Regions from separate parts of the Hordeum vulgare genome. Here region 2 is linked to region 1. A link is a contact called in public Hi-C data. All regions are on one chromosome and are shown on one strand. Each heading gives the region's core, a stretch centred on a gene start, on an enhancer-like site or on the middle of the called end of the contact. The rest is flanking DNA. Distances are from core to core; before and after follow the strand shown. Region 1 holds the start of LOC123443032 (cylicin-1). Region 2 holds the start of LOC123443033 (cytochrome P450 734A6-like).

The links. A called contact is a pair of places that touch in the nucleus more often than the background predicts.
Region 2: a contact with region 1 is called in a Hi-C map of leaf, with 4 times the contacts expected there. The contact joins the promoter of LOC123443033 here to the promoter of LOC123443032 in region 1. A contact is called at or near these places in 5 of 6 Hi-C or Micro-C datasets (leaf, seedling and an unstated tissue) and 1 of 1 datasets of contacts at active chromatin or transcription factors (embryo).

What each region holds. Positions count from the first base shown.
Region 1 is chr3H:75,158,009-75,162,834 of MorexV3_pseudomolecules_assembly, reverse strand. It overlaps LOC123443032 (cylicin-1), which reads right to left and starts at 2,593. Exons shown (of 12, transcript XM_045119256.1): 1 at 2,489-2,593; 2 at 1-590. The coding sequence starts at 501.
Region 2 is chr3H:75,580,530-75,585,355 of MorexV3_pseudomolecules_assembly, reverse strand. LOC123443033 (cytochrome P450 734A6-like) reads left to right here and starts at 2,914. Exons shown (of 5, transcript XM_045119257.1): 1 at 2,914-3,494; 2 at 4,507-4,730. The coding sequence starts at 3,218.

The DNA.
Region 1 (4,826 bases), core at 1,344-3,843:
AGGATGGCTATCCTTATCTGATTTGACAACATCGCCTGTGAAATCACCATGCACCCTTCGCTCAGCTCTTATTTCATTGTCATCTGCTCTGTTGTTTGTCTTTACATCAGTCTCAACTTTATTGCCTTGAAATTCAATCCTGCTATCACCATGGACATCTCGAGCATCAGATTTTGCCTCCCGATCATCAACCTTGGTGTCCCGTGCATCTTTGTTTTGTTTTGATTCTAATCTGCTGTCAGATGGGATTGTGTGGTCTACAAAGTTGGAGGAGGCAACAGGCATCCGATGTGTCAGCGATGGTCTCTTGTCATCACGCGACTCAACACGCGGTATTTTGGCAAATCTTACATCATGTTCAAAAGAACCATGGAAATCACTACTGCCTGGTTGAATGAGTTTCCCAGAAGGGCTCGGATACACGCTGCTCTCGTCCAAAGGCCGTTTCGCAGGTGTAGAGTGGCTACCCTCCTCATGCAATCTTTTTGGAGCACCACTCATTTTACCTCAAAATGTCAAGGAATCCTTCAATGTGAACCAAGACTAATGCAAATATAGCAGGAAGGTCTCGAAGTCTTCAACACAAGGCGCTGCCAGGAAATATTAGAATCGGTCAGAACATATTAGTTACTTTTTCCTTTTAAAAGCTAGATAGTACAATAAAAAAATTGGATACTTGGGTTGCATGGTTTACAATAAGCTTGGGGTACAGCAAGTCATTTAATGTAATGAAGATGTCCTTTTATGATGGTCTTGACCAAAATGTTTGGGTCCAAACAGATCCGATCATTTCTCGAGACAAAAGAAAGAAACTCTTCCCAGCATGTAAACACTTAATATGAACATCCAGCAAGCCGTGTACCAATCACGATCCAGAGAATCAAACTAATGAATTACAGAATACACAGTATGTTATAGGAAGCAAGTGATAAAAATTTCAAGGAATGGCGTCAGTCTAGGGGACACGTCGGTGGTATGGGATTGTATAAACAGGAACATATTTGTAACAAATTTTTGAACTAAATTCTACTCCCTCCGTCCCATAATATAATAGCTCATTATGGGACAGAGGGAGGAGCTATCATCCAGTTTAGTCATTGTAAAACTGGGACCCATCAGGGCGGACAAAATGACCAGGAACAGGGTACGATTAGCACCAGGGTGGACAAAGCATCTTCTTCCCATTTTTCTCACAGAACAGGACAGCGGCCAGAATGGAATGGAATTAATATGCGAGATTAGAAGTTGCTCAAAAAAAACTAATCTGGATTGCTCACGCTAAATAAAAGGCAAAAAGGATGGCCAGATTGTTCAAGCAAGCTAGGTTCCTCACCAACAAACTAGAGGGGGGGATCTGGATGGTGCACACCCAGAATTTGTGCAGGTTAGTTTGCGATTAAAATTATTACTGGATGAGATGACTAATTTGTCATACCTCCAAAATCTGGTCTAAGATTGCGGACAGAGTGGAGACAGCAGGGGGGAAATGAGCAACAGATGGAAGAAGGAAGAAGCCTGAAACATTTGATTCAAAGTACATCATTTTTATCATGCTAGGCGAGTAATTGCGCCATGAACAAGATATTGTGCAGTTTTATGTCTAATTTCATCTCAACTTGTGTCCTCCAACAACTTCAACTCGATTGCACTGCTGGCACTGAAATACTAGGGCCAGGAACACGGCAGAACTAGCGCCAGAATCAGACATAATATCTTCTTACCTCAAGTAACAGGGCAGCAGACAGAAGCCCAGAACAGGATGGAATTCATAAGCGAGATCTAAAGTGAGATGAGAGGACGTTGAATCCCTAAAATTGACTCTGCCAACCTAGGGCAGGGGGGCAAACGCGCCAAAAGCCATTTCTTTTGGCGTTCACAAAACCCACCCACCGATATAAAATCCATCAACCTAGCGCGCGGTCACAGACCAAGCAAGAACCGTAAGCGGGGCGGACCTAATTGAACCCACAATTACGCGAGATTTAGAAATTGCTGAAAAAACCCTAAAATGACCAGGAACATGGTGGAATTAGCGGCGGCATCGTCTTTCCATTTTTCTCACGGAACAGGACAGCGGCCAGAGCGGAATGGATTCCATATGCGCGGGATTAGAAGCTGCTGGTCAAAAAAAGAAACTAATACGGATTCCTCACGGTAAACGAAAGGCGAAAAACACGGCCCCATTGCTCGAGCAAGCTAGGGTTCCTCGGCAACGAACTACTTGCAGGGGCGGATCTGGACGGTGCGCAGCGCGCCAGAATTTGTGATGGTTAAATCATCACTGGATGAAATGGCCGAAATGTTCATGCCTCCGCAACCGATGTCTAGGATTGAGGAACGGGGCGGAGACGGCGGGGCGGGAAATGAGGCGGAAAGGGAAGAGCGACGCGCGCGGGGTTTGGCCGGGTGATTGACGAGGCGTCGGCGGTGGCGCTCGGGTCAGCTTGCAGGGATAGGGGTGGGGATGTTGGAGGAGGAGGAGACGCACCTGCAGATCGGCCGGTGCCGGCCGCTCTCGGAACGCCGCCGCCGAATTGCCTGCGGCCTGCGGGCGCCGCAAGAGAGAGGGAGGGAGGGAGGGCGAGACGAGAGCGCAGCTGTGCGCGACAGTGTTTGGGCCTTTTTGAGGGGATGAGCGAGCGAGCGAGGAAAAACGCTTCGGGAGGGTGAGGTGAGGTGAGGTCAGGGTCAGCCGCCCACACCGAGCGGCTGCTTTGCCCTAGTCCCCTCGATTCGGTCACGTCCATTCTCATTTTTATTTTAAAAACTAGTTGAATATCCATGCGTTGTCATGGGACAATATAAAGATGCTAGATATTAATGAAATGATAAAAAAATAAACACAGATGCCAAGCAATGCATGCCTCTGGTTTATAAATGTGTCATGTCAAATATTGATATTATTTTCCGGTTTTATCTTTCCACAACAACCAAGCACCACCCACTCTTCCTCTCCATGGAACATTTTCTTCTTTTGCCCTCATCTAGTGAGACAGGTTAGGGTCTTTCTACTACCCATCCCAAGCCACATAACGTACCATGACAAAAAAGAGTAAAAATAAGGTATCTATTGTACTAAATAACATTAAAAACCTGCGAACAAAGCCATTAATAAGTGGTGAAAGCCAAGCAAACATTAAGATCCATAATTTGGTCAAACTTGATAGATGAAATCTACTCTCTCTATTCACAAATATAAGATGTCATAACTTGATAGACCAAATCTACTCATTTCAATCCTTATGTAGGCCGCATTGAAATATTTAAAATATCTTATATATGTGAACAAAGGGAGTATGTTATAACTTGTACAGTATCTTGAGCTACCGCACCGACAACCCACCCCTCGTTGCATGAGAGACATATCTTCCTCTCACGTCAAATGTGTCCCATTCAAACTCCAATGCTTAGTGTACGTATCTTTTGATGATGAGACACAAAATCTGAGACACATCAAAACACCAAATGTAGAGATGACAGAAACAGAATAAGTGAAAAATCCTACAACCACGATAAAATATATTTCAATAAAGAAGTAACTTTTACTTTGTCGAAATAATGGTAATGTTTGTTAGGTTGCCTCAAAACCTCAAAAGCTAGACCACCATTACTTTTTTTAGGTAGTCAAGACACATAATTTTAAAATCAAGTGGTACCTATTAAGTGATGTAAAGTGTTGCAATTGTAACCATTTGGTTGAATCTTTTTTTAGGTAGCCAGGCACATAATAATAAAAAGATGAAGTTCTGTTGAATTTCAATGTCCATGGAACAAACATTGCATTTCTCTTAGTCCAGGGAACAAACATTGCAATTTTAGGTAGGCAGACACATAACCTATTTTAAGGGAACAAACATTGCATTTCTCTTTGTCCAGAATTTAATTATTTGACTCCATTTATCCAGCCCTTACCACATGAAGGGAAAGTAATGCATACAGAAAAGCTAGTAAGTTTAAAAGTAATTTTATGAAAATATCATACCAATGAAAACATATTGTAACGTCGGTATTCATCTTGTACTATTGCTATCTCAAACAAATAGATTTTTTTTGCAAGAATTTGCTCATATAGCCCCATGTATGAGCTAACACTAAAGTAGGATGCATAATTATATGACATGATGCATTATCACATTAGCTTCACAAACCTAAAGGTCACTAAGATAATGCCCATTGCGACTTCCACCAAATATGTACAATGTCTTGCGGTACAGTTGTTCCATGCTGCAGTAGCCAAAGTTCACATCAATGGTACAAAACTAAATATTGTAACAAAAAGGAAAAATAGGGTAACGGCCCTACAAGTTACATATAGCAGAGGCAAGAAAAAGATATGGTGCACCTCATAATGGGGTTTAGGTTGTTGCCCACAAATAGATAATGCATGTCATCCATCGCTAGCACTGACAGTACTAAGACCTTACAGAGTAACATCTTTGTCTTGTGTCCCCATTGAAACTTTCAGAAACGATTTCAACAAACTTGATAATAGCCCTAGGAATAAACACCGATGGGCTAATGCAGGCCCGCAGGGCCTGGACACATCCCATTTTTTGGGCTATCATCTCTCTCGTCTTCTCTGCATAGCTTCACAAGCACCAGTGGCACCATCTATTTGTTTGTCCATTCTATTTCCTCTCCTCTAATGTGTGCATCCGAAAATAATCTGATGATTGGTCACTGGACCATTCCAAGATGTCGCGTTCTCGTCCATGTAGGTTGGTCCAAAAAACTGGATATAGATTCTGGTAATAAGCTTGCAATGCACCAGTTTTTTGCTTCAGGGTACCTAAGGTATGAATTCTGATATGCAGGGACGGGCAGAT
Region 2 (4,826 bases), core at 1,665-4,164, 420 kb before region 1:
CGATGGCTGACTAGACGAAACCCCACCCAGCCAGCCATTGCCGCTGCTGTGAAAGGAGGGAAAAGTGCTTCACAATCACACACATAACAACCTGACTGACATGTCTCAACCCGGCACAGTGCGGAGCAGAGCAGAGCACAGCAGAGCGGAAGGATAATTACGCGCACACAGATACCAACATGAATGAGTGACCGCTATTCATTCCCATACTCATACATACTTCCCCGCTTCTTAAATATAAGTCTTTAAAATCATTACGGACTACATACGAGGTAAATAAATGAATCGGTAATTTAAAATATATCTATATATATTCATATGTAGTGCATAGTATAATTTCTAGATAGACTTATCCCTCCTTCGTCCCAAAATACTTATCATATGAATGAATGTATCTAGATGTATTGTAGTTTTAGATACATTCATTTTTATTCATTGATGTTACAAGTAATTCCGGATGGATGCATAGGGTGTATTTAGAGCAACTTCAATGGGGCGATTCATTTAGTCCGCCGCCGTCATTTAGGTCCGCGCAGACAGAAAAAACGGCCCAATGCGCCGATCCAAACGGACGTGCGCCCGCTTTTCGTCCGCGTGCTGGCCCATTTCCAGCCCAGTTTTGAGCATGATTTGGGTCGACACGGACGACGCGCGCTTTCTCCATCCGCTGGCCCGTCATTCGGTGGCACATCGGTCATTCTCCACCCCTGCTGACAGCGTCGACAACTAGCCCTCGCCTCCCACCCAGATTTGTCACCGCCGCTGCCGCCCAGTTCCGGCGGCCTCCTCCCGTAACTCCCCAGCGCCTACCCACGCTGCCGGCTGCATCGTCATCGGGGCGCCGCAGCTTCCCCGACCCCAATCCATCGTCGCCGGTCAGCTTCGTCGTCCACACCCGCGAGCTGTTCAACATTTTGCCTCAAGGTACAAATGGACTGCGCCGGCGAGTTCTTTGTTCTGTGCAACTCGGACGATTCCTCATCCGACGATGAGGAGATGCTGCTTCCCGTGTTGGTCCATGATCACATTAATAGGCAACGGCCGTTGTTTCGGGGCTCGATTCCGGAGTATGTTCCAGCGTTGAATCACAACCGAGAGAGCGGTCATTTCCTTCTATGGAAGGACTACTTTGACACAAGCAATCCGATGTTCAAACATCAGAAATTCCAGCCTCGTTTCCGTATGGCTAGGCATGTTTTCAACCGGATTCGACAAGGGATGGTCGGATACGATGACTACTTCGAGTGCAAAGAGGATGACATTGGAAAGATTGGCTTCTCATCTTATCACAAATGCACTGCAGCCATCCGGATGCTTGCTTATGGAGTACTCGGTGATCTTATCGATGAGTATGTCCGTATGAGTGAGTCTACGTGCCTAGAGTCGTTGTACAGATTCTGCAAGGCTGTGATTACAGGGTTTGACCCTGAGTACTTGAGAGAGCCGACTGTTGCAGACACAACCCGCTTGTTGGCGACCAATGCTAGCCGGAGCTTCTCATGGATGCTTGGCAGCATAGATTGCATGCACTAGGTGTGGAAGAACTGCCCTTCTGCTTGGCAAGGCCATTACAAGGGCCATGGCAAGGCTTGCATTGCCATACTTGAGGCCGTGGCCTCTCAAGATCTCTGGATCTGGCATTCTTTCTTTGGGATCGCACAATGATATCAACGTGCTTCAACGATCGCCGGTGTTTGCAAGGCTCGCCGAAGGCAATAGCCCGACCATCAATGTTAACATCAACGATCACAACTACAACAAAGAATACTATTTAGCTGACGAAATCTATCCACGGTGAACCACTATTGTGAAGACATTCTCCAACCCTGTTGGAGAGGAGAGGAAAAAATTTGCCCAAGAGCAAGAGAGTGCTAGGAAGGATGTCGAGCGTGTCTTTGGTGTTCTGCAATCTCGATGAGGCATAGTTCGGTACCCTGCTAGAACTTGGAGCACCAAGCAGTTGTGAGAAGTGATGACTGCTTGTGTGATCATGCAGAGGATGAGCGTCCGGAACGTCTCCATGATCAAGGGTTTGAGTCTCGGGATGACAATAGATGCCTCGGCATGGCGAGAAGCGGCATCGTTTGCACAGTTCATCCAATTTTATCATGAAATGCGTGATTTGAATACTCATATTCAATTGCAAGATGGTTTGGTTGAGCATATGTGGGATCATGTTGGCAATCAATAAGTGTATTTTGTAGACAGTTTAATTTTTATTGGGCTTGTAAAACTTTGCTATATTTTATTTTCTATTGTGAAACTATCCTATATCATTTGTTTTTGAAAAATATGCAAACTGTTTGTATTTGTTGAAAATCGATGGTTAGCCGGTTACACAGATAAATATGAGTCGATGTGTTGGACACGCTGCATCCAAATCATAAACCTAAAGGACGCAAAGTCGGCAGGCGACCCAAACGAACGAAATCTATTGGGTGGAGTTGCTCTAGGAACGAACGGAGTACATGTGAGTACGTGTGAGGACGGATGGCACGGCAGCATGTCATCAGAGGCGAGGATGCTGAGAAGAGAATCCTCTCTGTAGCGCGCCGCTGCTGCTGCTGCGCGCACCGCACTGGCAAATTTTCGCAGCGGAGCGGTGAAAATGGAACAGTGCTGGTGCGGTGTTACAGGTGGCCAGGAGAGAGAGAAAGGCCGAGGATTGAGTGAGGCTGGAGAGAGAGAGAGAGAGAGAAGTGAGAAGGCCAAAACGAAAGGGAACAAAGTTGCCAATTTGGGTTGACCCCGCCATTAATCCCCGCGACGGCGGCTCCAACGGCGCCGGCCCTGCTTCGCTCCACATCACGTCCCTCTCGCTCGCTCTCTGCCATCACGCTGCTTTTACCCTTGTGCCCCCTCCCTCCCCACCTTCTATCTAGATTAAATGGAACGAAACCGATGGATGGATCCATCCTACGCTTTCAGTTTCAGCGATGATAATACTAATCCTACTACACACATACACAGAGACTGCTGGTCCAGAGCCAGAGCCTGGCTCCCCTATATAAATCCACCCTCGTTTTCTCTCCTCTCCTCTCACCTCACCACACCACGTCTCCACTCCTGCCACCTCACGCGACCTCCTCCTCTGTTTCCTTCTTTCTTCTTCTCTGAGGAGTGAGGACGGACGGCACAGCTCAGACGAGTGAGTGTCTGAGGCGAGAGGAGGGGATATACAGATACATACACTTGGTATTGGTGCTGTGCGGTGCGGATGACTGGTTGGTGGTGGATGGCGGCGGCGGTGGCGGCGGTGGCGTACGTGGCGGCCAAGCTGATGGAGGTGCTGTGGTGGCGGCCGCGGCGCGTGGAGGAGCACTTCGCGCGGCAGGGGATCAGGGGCCCGCCCTACCGCTTCTTCATCGGGTGCGTCAGGGAGATGGTGGCGCTCATGGTGGCCGCCTCCGCCAAGCCAATGCCGCCACCCTACCGCTCCCACAACGTCCTCCCCCGCGTCCTCGCCTTCTACCACCACTGGAAGAAAATCTACGGTAAGCACATACACCATATTCCCATGGCCTTGCTTCTTCGTCTTCCTCGGCACACTCTGCTTCTTCCTCTGCTTGCTTGATCTCCTCCCAACAAGCTTCTTTTTCCCTTCATCTTTAATATGAATGATGAAGAGAACAAGGAAAGAAACCAAAATTCACAAGGAAAATCAAGGGAAGGGAGAATCGGCGCCGGCGGCAAGCACAACAGAGAGAGAGGAGAGCGGGGGCGGGCGGGCAGGCAGGCAGCGGCAACAACTTGCAACAGCTGCTGTCGAGCGCGTCTTGTTCCCGAAATGCCGCTTCGGAGTGACATGCATTAAGTGGCATGTCGAGCGCCTGGGCTTGGCTTGTCGGAGTGGTTTGCCGTAGTTGTCTCTCGTTATCGCTGTCCCCCGGCTGCAGCCCGGTTAGGTGGCCACGCCCAGGGGTCGTCTATCCTACACATCTCATTTTCTCCCTCCCTTCCCCGGCCGGCCACCGTCCGTCGCCATTCCCATTTACTCCCATTCGCATCCACATCCCCTGCTCCTGCTGCGCTGCCCCGTCGCAGTCCTTCTTTGCCACTGCTCCTCCTCTGCTTGCCTGCTTGTACTACTACTACTTCTTGAAACTCGACTGATCTTGCCTTGCCTGGGTCATGATTTTTTTGCCGCCTTGCTGTATGTATGTATGTATGTATATTTATGCCTGCAATTTTCTACGTATATGTACATGTATGTACCCATGCCATGCCAGCGTCTTCTGCTGGTGCCTTGTGCGTTCACGCCGCATTGCCATTTTTTGCAGCTTGATTAGCAGTACCGGTAACCTTGCTGCATGTATTTATGTGTGTATTTTTGTGCCCATGGCGTGTCCATGCCAGCGTCTTCTCCCGCTAGCCTGTGCCTTCTCGCCGCCTTGGCAGCTGGTGGATGCTGATGTGGCGGAACATGGCCTCCCTGGTCAATCATTGATCCCCTTGTTTGCTTGCCTGCTTGTCGCTCACGGCCACTTAATTTGCTGCTGCTCACAGGCTCCACGTTCCTCATATGGTTCGGCCCGACGCCGCGGCTCGCCGTCGCCGACCCCGACCTCATCCGGGAGATCCTTCTCTCGCGCGCCGAGCACTTCGACCGCTACGAGTCGCACCCCATGGTGCGGCAGCTCGAGGGGGAGGGGCTCGTCAGCCTGCGCGGGGAGAAGTGGGCACACCACCGCAGGGTGCTCGCGCCCACCTTCCACATGGAGAACCTCAAGGTCGGTCGCTCGGTCCCCTCCTTTACCAAAACGGCTCTGCTGCCCTTGCCTCCTTGGGCATTATGGCGGGTGATGTTGTAGTTGGTTGCTGCTGAC